Regions from separate parts of the Capsicum annuum genome. Here regions 1 and 3 are each linked to region 2. The links are chromatin contacts, called in public Hi-C maps. All regions are on one chromosome and are shown on one strand. The core of a region is the stretch at or near the end of the contact, and the rest is flanking DNA. Distances in the headings are between cores, read along the strand shown.

What was found. Hi-C and Micro-C count contacts between places; a contact is called where the count stands out from the background.
Region 1: a Hi-C map of leaf shows a contact between it and region 2, with 1.9 times the contacts expected there. The contact joins the promoter of LOC107870092 here to the promoter of LOC107870293 in region 2. A contact is called at or near these places in 2 of 5 Hi-C or Micro-C datasets (bud and leaf).
Region 3: a Hi-C map of placenta shows a contact between it and region 2, with 2.7 times the contacts expected there. The contact joins the enhancer-like site here to the promoter of LOC107870293 in region 2. A contact is called at or near these places in 3 of 5 Hi-C or Micro-C datasets (bud, leaf and placenta).

What each region holds. Positions count from the first base shown.
Region 1 is chr1:26,738,289-26,741,146 of UCD10Xv1.1, reverse strand. It overlaps LOC107870092 (probable receptor-like serine/threonine-protein kinase At4g34500), which reads right to left and starts at 1,578. Exons shown (of 2, transcript XM_047410294.1): 1 at 1,125-1,578. The coding sequence starts at 1,578.
Region 2 is chr1:26,959,970-26,962,669 of UCD10Xv1.1, reverse strand. LOC107870293 (abscisic acid 8'-hydroxylase CYP707A2) reads right to left here and starts at 1,378. Exons shown (of 7, transcript XM_016716782.2): 1 at 538-1,378; 2 at 15-333. The coding sequence starts at 737.
Region 3 is chr1:26,813,392-26,816,231 of UCD10Xv1.1, reverse strand. No RefSeq gene overlaps it. Among protein-coding and RNA genes, the nearest start is that of LOC107870092, 75 kb to the right of the region's middle. Within about 2 kb of position 1,346, at least 3 of the 5 cell types and tissues checked have an H3K27ac peak or open chromatin away from gene starts, as enhancers often do.

The DNA of each region.
Region 1 (2,858 bases), core at 329-2,828, 220 kb after region 2:
GTCATAATCGAGGTACAAGAGACAATAGATAGAAACAGAAATCGAAAGACAAGAAACTACACAAGAAATATTATGACTACTAGTATGGAAGGATAAACGATTATTATAAAAGATCATAATTAGGACCAAAGGAAGAGGACATCAAACGAATACTGATGATTAGTTTTTGTGACTAGTTCTCCAATATATACTCTTCTCTCTCCTTCAATATAGAGCCAATTGAAGCCCTTCCTAATTTTGGAGAAAAATTCTCTTTGATATTTTCCTTGTGGGTTTTTCTTGATGACTAAGAAGCATTACACATATATTATGTTGTAAGAAAAGAACATAATTGGGACACAAGAAAGAGGCAGCAAAAAGGATCCTGATGAGTTTCTTTTTCTTAGTTCACAACAAATATTCTGTATCTTCTTAAAATATAGCCAATAGAAGCCTTTGTTGTTTGGATAAATTTTATTTGTTTTTCTTTTGGGGTTTTCTTGGTGAATGTTCCTTCAGACAGAGGCCTTGGGTTCAAGTTTCATCTTCACTCGTTGTCAAACAGAATTTTCATGCACTTGGTCCGAACTAGGCCCACATGTGATGACTGAAGAAGGATAACACTTGTGGCTTAGTTTGCATAGGATTGTTATTCTCGGTACATGACTTAGTCTGGGATTCTCTGTACATAATTAGTCTAGGACTCTTATGTGATCGGTATGTATATATGACAGTGTATTTTCAATAATAAAACGATTAGAAAGCCTTTTCATCTAAATTCTTTGTTCACTGATGTTGGGCCCCCATATTATATAGTTCATGCTCCACATAACAAGGTGTGGGCGTGCAGGGAGTGTTAAGAGTCCCACATTGGAAGTAGGATGGGTACTTGGTGACTTGAGCAAGCCTCCCCTCATGAGCTAACTCATGAAGTTAATAAAGTGTGTTATCTGTAACAGATTAAACTTCAGATGAGACGGTAACATTCAGACAGTTCAACATCTTTCCCTTGCAGGCATGAATTATTATGATGGAAAAAAATTCACTAATGTCTTGGAACATTGTGTAATTCATTTGCATGCAGCTTAAGCCTCATACCAGCAAGAATAATCTATACAAGCATGTAGGAGATTGAAGTAGATTACCTTTGTCCAAGCAAAATCCCATTAAACCAACCAAGTTTGGATGTGATATCCTAAGCAAGACAGAGACTTCATCCAAGAACATCTTTGTTTTGCCACCTCTTCCCTCCATGACACGCTTCACGGCGCCTAATCTTCCATCTCCAAACTCAGCAAGATAAACATATGAAGTTGCTCCCACGCCTATCCGAATCTTGAAGTCTTTGGTTGCCATCTTCAACTCTTCTAGTGCGTAAGTTCTTATAGTAGCATTAGAATCAATACTACTGTCCATAGACTTGTCATCAACTTGATTTTCTTCATCTGGTTTGGTTTTTGAAAGCTGCTTATTGCGTTTACAATAATCTAGATAATCAGCTAATTTCTTTAAGATAATTGTGAGAATGATAATAAGAGCTATTGCACCAGCAATCCAATAACTTCTTGGATTGGATTTGGAGAACCCAAGGAACCCCATGTTAGGATCGCGTACGATCAGGAACTGTTAGTCTCCAATTTAATCAATCATATACTATTTTCTTTGGACATGTATGTGATTCTTTCTTTTGTTTTGCATTACTGTGCTTAGATGATAACAAAGATTCTTGAATTTGGCAATATGCTGCCAGTGAAAAGGGCTGATAGCAACCAAGTATTGTCTTATGCTTGTGATTGTGAATAGACATTTGCACAAGGGTCTCACTTATGTCTTTTAATAACTATAAAAGACAAAGATTAGAAATGAAAACAAGAAAGGAACATATTTCTTTTAAGTTGATCAAGATGTGATTTTCCCTGTTTTAAAGTGACTAGAAGGTCCAAAATTAAAATGTGACTTTACAATATACTATATGTTTCGTTCCCAAGTTAGTTGGTGGATGCCATTTGAATCATCTATAGTCATTGTGTTCAGGGACATTAGGAAGTTACACCACCTCTCGTTGCTACAGAGAGGCCAATTGAAACCTCGTGACTGGGATGGCAAACGAGCAGGTCGAATTAGATATGAGTTGTGAACAGGTTAAAAATTGGTTAGGTGAAAACAGATAAAACATTCGACCCGTCCATATTTGATATGGATAAAAAATAGGTTAACCAACGCATAATATATAGATATTCATATTATTCATTGCTTCTTATTATGTAAAAAAAAAAATTAAGTACTCCCAAATTCTAAACATTTCTTCTTCTTCTTTTCTCTTTTTAATAAATATATATTTTTAAGAAATTTCTACACTCGTACATACTTTAAGGGGAGTGTGTCCATATTTATGATGGATAATACAGGTTAATTCATAATTGACCACTTTTTAAATGATAGGATATCCAACCTATTTAAAATGAATTGTATTGAACGGGTAACTATAAATTTTAACCATTTTTTCGCCCTACCCGTGACTATTAATATTGTTTTCTTTGACAAGGCTCTTGGTTTGCCAAGACAAATGAGTGCCATTTTGGAGATGGATCAGAAGCATATTTGAACTTCTGATTTGTAACGATATGAGCCTTTGGGACTAACTTAATTCAAAAGTTAGTCCATGAATCAATGTTGATTGTAACTCACTCTTTATACCCCACCCCACCCCTCCTCCCCCTTTTACAATCAGATCCAACTGGAGGGTGGACTGAGAGTCCAAATAGAGATGAACATCATTCTGATACCATGCATGTAAATGACTCTTGAGCCTAACTTAATCCAAAAGCTAGCTCATTTGGGGAGAGTCGTCAAAGTCCATATAAGCAGATCGTCAGTCT
Region 2 (2,700 bases), core at 129-2,628:
ATTTTAGGGCATACTGTCTTCATTTCTTGGTAAGCGTTGATCAATCTGCCTTGCAAAGATTCTAGGGATGTTATCGCGATGGACTCAATGTGCGGGACGATGTTTTTGATGGCTTCAGGCATGAAAGCTCGAAGAACTAGCTTCCTCAGTTTGGCATGATAGTCCCCTTGATGAAAGAAAATGGCTTGTTTCCCCAACATTCTCTCTTTGCTAGCAGGAAATGTAGGCTTAAAGAGATGAGCTTTGGTGACCAAAACCAACTTTGCTGCCTCTGGGCTTGATATCATCACACATGGACATCCCAATATGTGAGTCTTGAATATTGAACCATACCTGTTTAAAAGCAACAAAAGCACACACACCCATTGCTCATTAGCAAACTGATCAATATCAAGAAAACCAGGAGGGAAATCAAGAAAGTGAAAGTGCTTTTCCGCTATATTGCTCCAACTCTTCAAAATAGTGCACTTTCTCGGTACGGCAATATTTTTAAAGAGTCCGAGCAATTTAGCTTTTCAGAGTTTGGCTACTACTAACTTCTTGACTTTGGAGGCAAAGAAGACACTTGGGTTTTGTGAGTAAAGTTGGAAAGTTTCACCAATATAAGGCCAACCCAAAGTGCCAGGAGGAAGAGGCAACTTCTTCATACCAAAAGCAAAGAGGTTGAAGATAGAATGGAGTAGTACAAGGGAACAAGACATGAAAGCAAATAAGCAAAACATGGTAACAAACTCCATATGTTTTTTTATATATAGTACCACAAATGTTACAACTTGTGAAGAGAAGAAGAAACTCTTGATGTTTCAGTGAAATGAATAATAACCAAAGTGTGAGATATATATGTATATATATAGGTAAAGAAGTGGGGGGCTGTTTTCAATTACAGCTCGAATCCCACACACGGAATCTCCCTCCAGCTCATGCTTTTTTTAAACTAAACGGAAGATGAAGAAAAAGAAAACAAAAATTAAATTAGAAGAGAAAGAGAAAATGGAAAGAAAAATATCAAACGACAAAAAGGGAGGAAAATAGGAGGCGTATGGCACACGTGTCAGTCTATATATGTTAAGAGAACATGTGGGAGAAGATGGCTGAAGTTGGAAACTGAGACGGATTCAAGATTTTAGTATAACTTAGATATGAATTGATGATTAGCTTACTTGACGAATTTTCTATTTTTGGTTGTTGAGATTTAGAGGAGACGGGTTCAGCACCGGAGCTAAGAAGGGGAAAGGGGTTTATTCAAATCATTTTTAACAAAAAATTACATTAGATTAAGATTTTTTTTTATGTATATATATTAGAAATGAAGAATCTTGAATAAAGTCAAAACCAACGATATTACACAAGTGAAGAAGAGCAACACATATTTCATTCTTCTCCAACTTCACTTATAAAATTATAACGAGATATATATTATTGTTTGTTGTTTGGGAGGAGTTGGGTAAGTAAGTAGGTTGACCACGACATCAAGAGAGACAGCTTAGTGATCATAAAAGAGGTGAGGGTTTTTTTTGGCTATGTTTGTTGAGAAAGAAAAGGGCAAAGTGGGAAAAAGAGAAATAAAAGGGCAACAACATGATTATCCGTACCATTGTACGATCATTCAATCATATACACATTTTTGAAGATTTACTAAAGAGAGAACAAAACTTTTGAAAACAACATCTAAGTAAAGTGATAATAATAGTTTTTGTTTCATTGTTTTAAGTGAAATTTAATTTTGATACTTGATTCAATATACTTAATTTTTAAATTAAATATTTTTATCCTTTTATATAAAAATTTATTATATTTAGATTATTTTTAGGATTCTTTTTAATAAGAGTGGCGTTCTTATCAATTTACAAGCATCTCGACTAATATTATAAAATATTTATCACCTTCTATCAATAATAAGTATCAGATAATTCCATTCAACACGGTTAGAACAGACGAGAAAAATTCACCTGATAATTTTATCTTTTGTAAAATTTGAATCTGAGACCTGATGATAGCATATCACATGCTCATGGGTATTAAATAGTAAAAAAGAGTACTACCAAAAAAATTTTAATTATTCATAAAGTATAATACATAAATAGATATTCAAGTTTGGCTTCGATTAACAAGTAAGCACTCTAACTTTGAGTATATACATTTAAATATCTCTTAAAGATTCCAACTTATAAAATTATATATCATTTAGACATCTCTAAAATATATATGTCAAATCAATATTGGGTGTTCAAGAGTCACAATGAATACGGGTTGGAGTGTTTAGTTGTCAGTTCAGATCAAATTAAAATATCTAAATTTATACTTTTAAAATTAAAATGCTTGCTTGCCAGCTAATATTGAATTTAAATATTTGTTGATTTATTAATGTACTTGTTAGATGCCACAAAAATTAAAATCAAAATTTGTGAAAACAACTAAGAGACCAACTGTCAACCTATAAGTAAAGAATAACCCATTTTATTTATTTTTGTCTTTGTTTAATTAAATCCTTATCATCTTTCCATATATGGAAAGCTTCATACTACTCGCGTCATTTCTACTTCGGTGTAAGGGGTACCATTTTAACAACTACTCTTTCCATCTCAAATTATCTCTAGCAATTTTTAAAATAGTTATATTTAAAATTATTTATTATTTTACAAGCTTAAGATAAAATCATACTTTTACTAGTTTATCTTAATAGTATTATTATTGAGCCGT
Region 3 (2,840 bases), core at 97-2,596, 150 kb after region 2:
GCAAAAATGCTTTCAAAGACCATAATATCCTCAAAATTTTCATCAATCACCTAAAACTAACATGTGGAAACCACCAATTCTAATATATAAAATAATAATAATAAAATAATGTTATCAGATCCACTGAAACAGTGTTCCTTTGTTTATTTATTTTCTTTCCACATTTAGGTAAGGGGAATGAGTCAAATTTATCCATCTATTTTAAAAAATTAATTAAATATATTTTTTAATTATTTTTGGGGTTAAATTTATTTTTGTTATCATACGTTGATGTTAAATTTATCTTCGTTGTTAAAAAACTTTTTACATTTATCCTTTCTTTTAATAGAAAAGCCTAAATCATTATTAAATGTCCATTTTCTAAAATAAAACACACCTTAATCTAATCCGATCCGACCTACAAAAAAAATTCAAATAAATATACCCTCTCTTTATTCTGTTGGTCGAATTTTTCCAACAAATATATCCCTCCTTCAAACTAGACTTTCTAGCATGATTTGAATATACAATTCTATTTAGGGGCCTCAATTAATTAACATTGATTGAATTACAAGCACCGTTGGAGCTGAAATGAACAAAAATAAAAGATATTTATTTGATGAACTAGACTTTCTAGTGTTGTCATTGAAAGAAGAGTATATTTTTTCGTTGGAGAAATTCAATCAACAGAACTGAGATAGGAATATATTTGTTTGTGTCTTTTTTGTGGGTCGGGTCGACTAAATTAGAATTTTATTTTATTTTAAAATGAGGCATTTAAAAGTTGATTTGGGCTATTCTGGTAGAAGAAAAGGTACAATTGAAAAGTTTCTTAACAGCAAGGGTAAATTTGGCCTCAAGATATGATAATGGGGATAAATTTGACCCCAAAGATGACAAATATATTTAACCAATTTTTCAAAATTGAGAGATAAATTTGACCCTTTTCCTTTAGTTAATTGATGTAAACTTGTTCGTACGTTACAAGCAGTCATTTCCATCAACTTTGACACTGATCAGACGCTTAAATTTTTTATGAATTTCATTGCTTATCCGTATCTAAATTATCAGTAGCTAACATAACTTTTTGATATTTATCAGTAATCCACAGCTAAATAGAATTAGAGATGGATTTTATTATATATTAATCTAGAAAAATTATCCCTCACGAATTCATGTTTTAATTTCTAATAGTGAATGCATAAAGACCTATAAATGTATAAAATGTGTATGTTTTAGGAGGGTTATGATGTGATATTTTCTGTCTTGTAGATAATATGCTCATGCAATTTTTTGCTACAGCTGGTAACATTATTAAGAGTATCTTTATATCTAATATGGGTTATTTTTATGCTAGCTATCACTTTCATTACAAGTCATTCTTATACTTTACAGATAAGGTTTAATTTGGTTGTTGTCATATAGCACTCCCACTATTCCTAATTTTACTTTATTTTGTGTAAAATTATAGTTAAGTTGAACGTTAAGTAAAAGCTTTGTACTTTGATTAGACTTTCATTGATTACATAAATTATAATTATGTTGTATATAACATCATCATCACTATTATTGGCGCAATTCTATTTTCCTTGACGACAATTTTCTCAGCATTTTCTTTTTCAATATATGCAACTTTATACAAGTAGTTAGTAGTTTTACACAGTTCTCAAGTACTATGTAGTATATCTATTATAATATCACATAGTTCTCAAGTACTATGTAGTATATATATTATAATATCGTTGAGTTCTTGGTCTCGAATCCTAGGTGGAAAAAACATCGATAGGAAGTGCTCCTCCCAAGTGAGCCTTATTCGGCTCGAATTCCTAATTGATTAGACTCCAATGAATATACACCGAATGAATATTTTTTTATGAAATGCCTGAAATCAAATGTAAAATATATGAAGTTTGTCCTCAAACACTACTCCATTTATTATTTAGTTTTGATTAAAGGAGATAGATTTAGTTTAATTAAGGCGACTAATCATGCAGCCGTGGACACGTTCTCTTGTGTACAGTACTCATGCATGTACGTATTACGTACACATATAGATCATTGAGAAATTAATGTCAACTAATTATGCATCCTTTAATTAATTTATCATAAGGGAGATGAGCATTAAAAAATACTTAGTAATATCATACTGAGTATTCGAGGAAATACCTTACTTAAAATCAGTCAAAATCAACAGGCCAGTTGGCTATGTTGACTCAAATTTTATAAAAATATATAATAACTAGCCCAATAATCAAGTAATTAATAGCCATGCTCAATGTTTGTCCATATTCTAGTTTTTAATCATATTATTTGAAAAATAACGACTTGAAATTAAATGTCCTGCATTGTTAATTTGTCAACTCTTTAGACTTTAGCACTAGCAATTAAAGGAATCTTTTATGTAGTACATTAAATTTCATAGGCGCACTCATAATTTGAAGCTTTATGAGTCTCTACGAGATTAATGACAAATGCATACAGTATTTTCTTGGATGAAAATGATTGTATGTACTGTTATATCTAAGGAGTGATGTTATATGATCGACCATTAAGTTCATTCTTTATTTTTTTTCCTACTAGCTGTGTACTTGAGGAAGAATTATCCACACATGGATCAAAATATACACACAGCATACATATTCAAGGGAGAGACTAATTAACCTACAACTTAAATTCAGGACGATTCAAGGAGCAACTTACTATTTCCTCCGTCCCATTTTACCCGTCCCAAATTGGGATGACACAGCTATTAAGAAAACAATGATTGGTAATGTAACTTTACCCTTTTGCCCCTCTTAATCATGTTGTTAGTTCCAATATTAATGGATGGCTAATACCAAAACACCATTTATATTATTAAT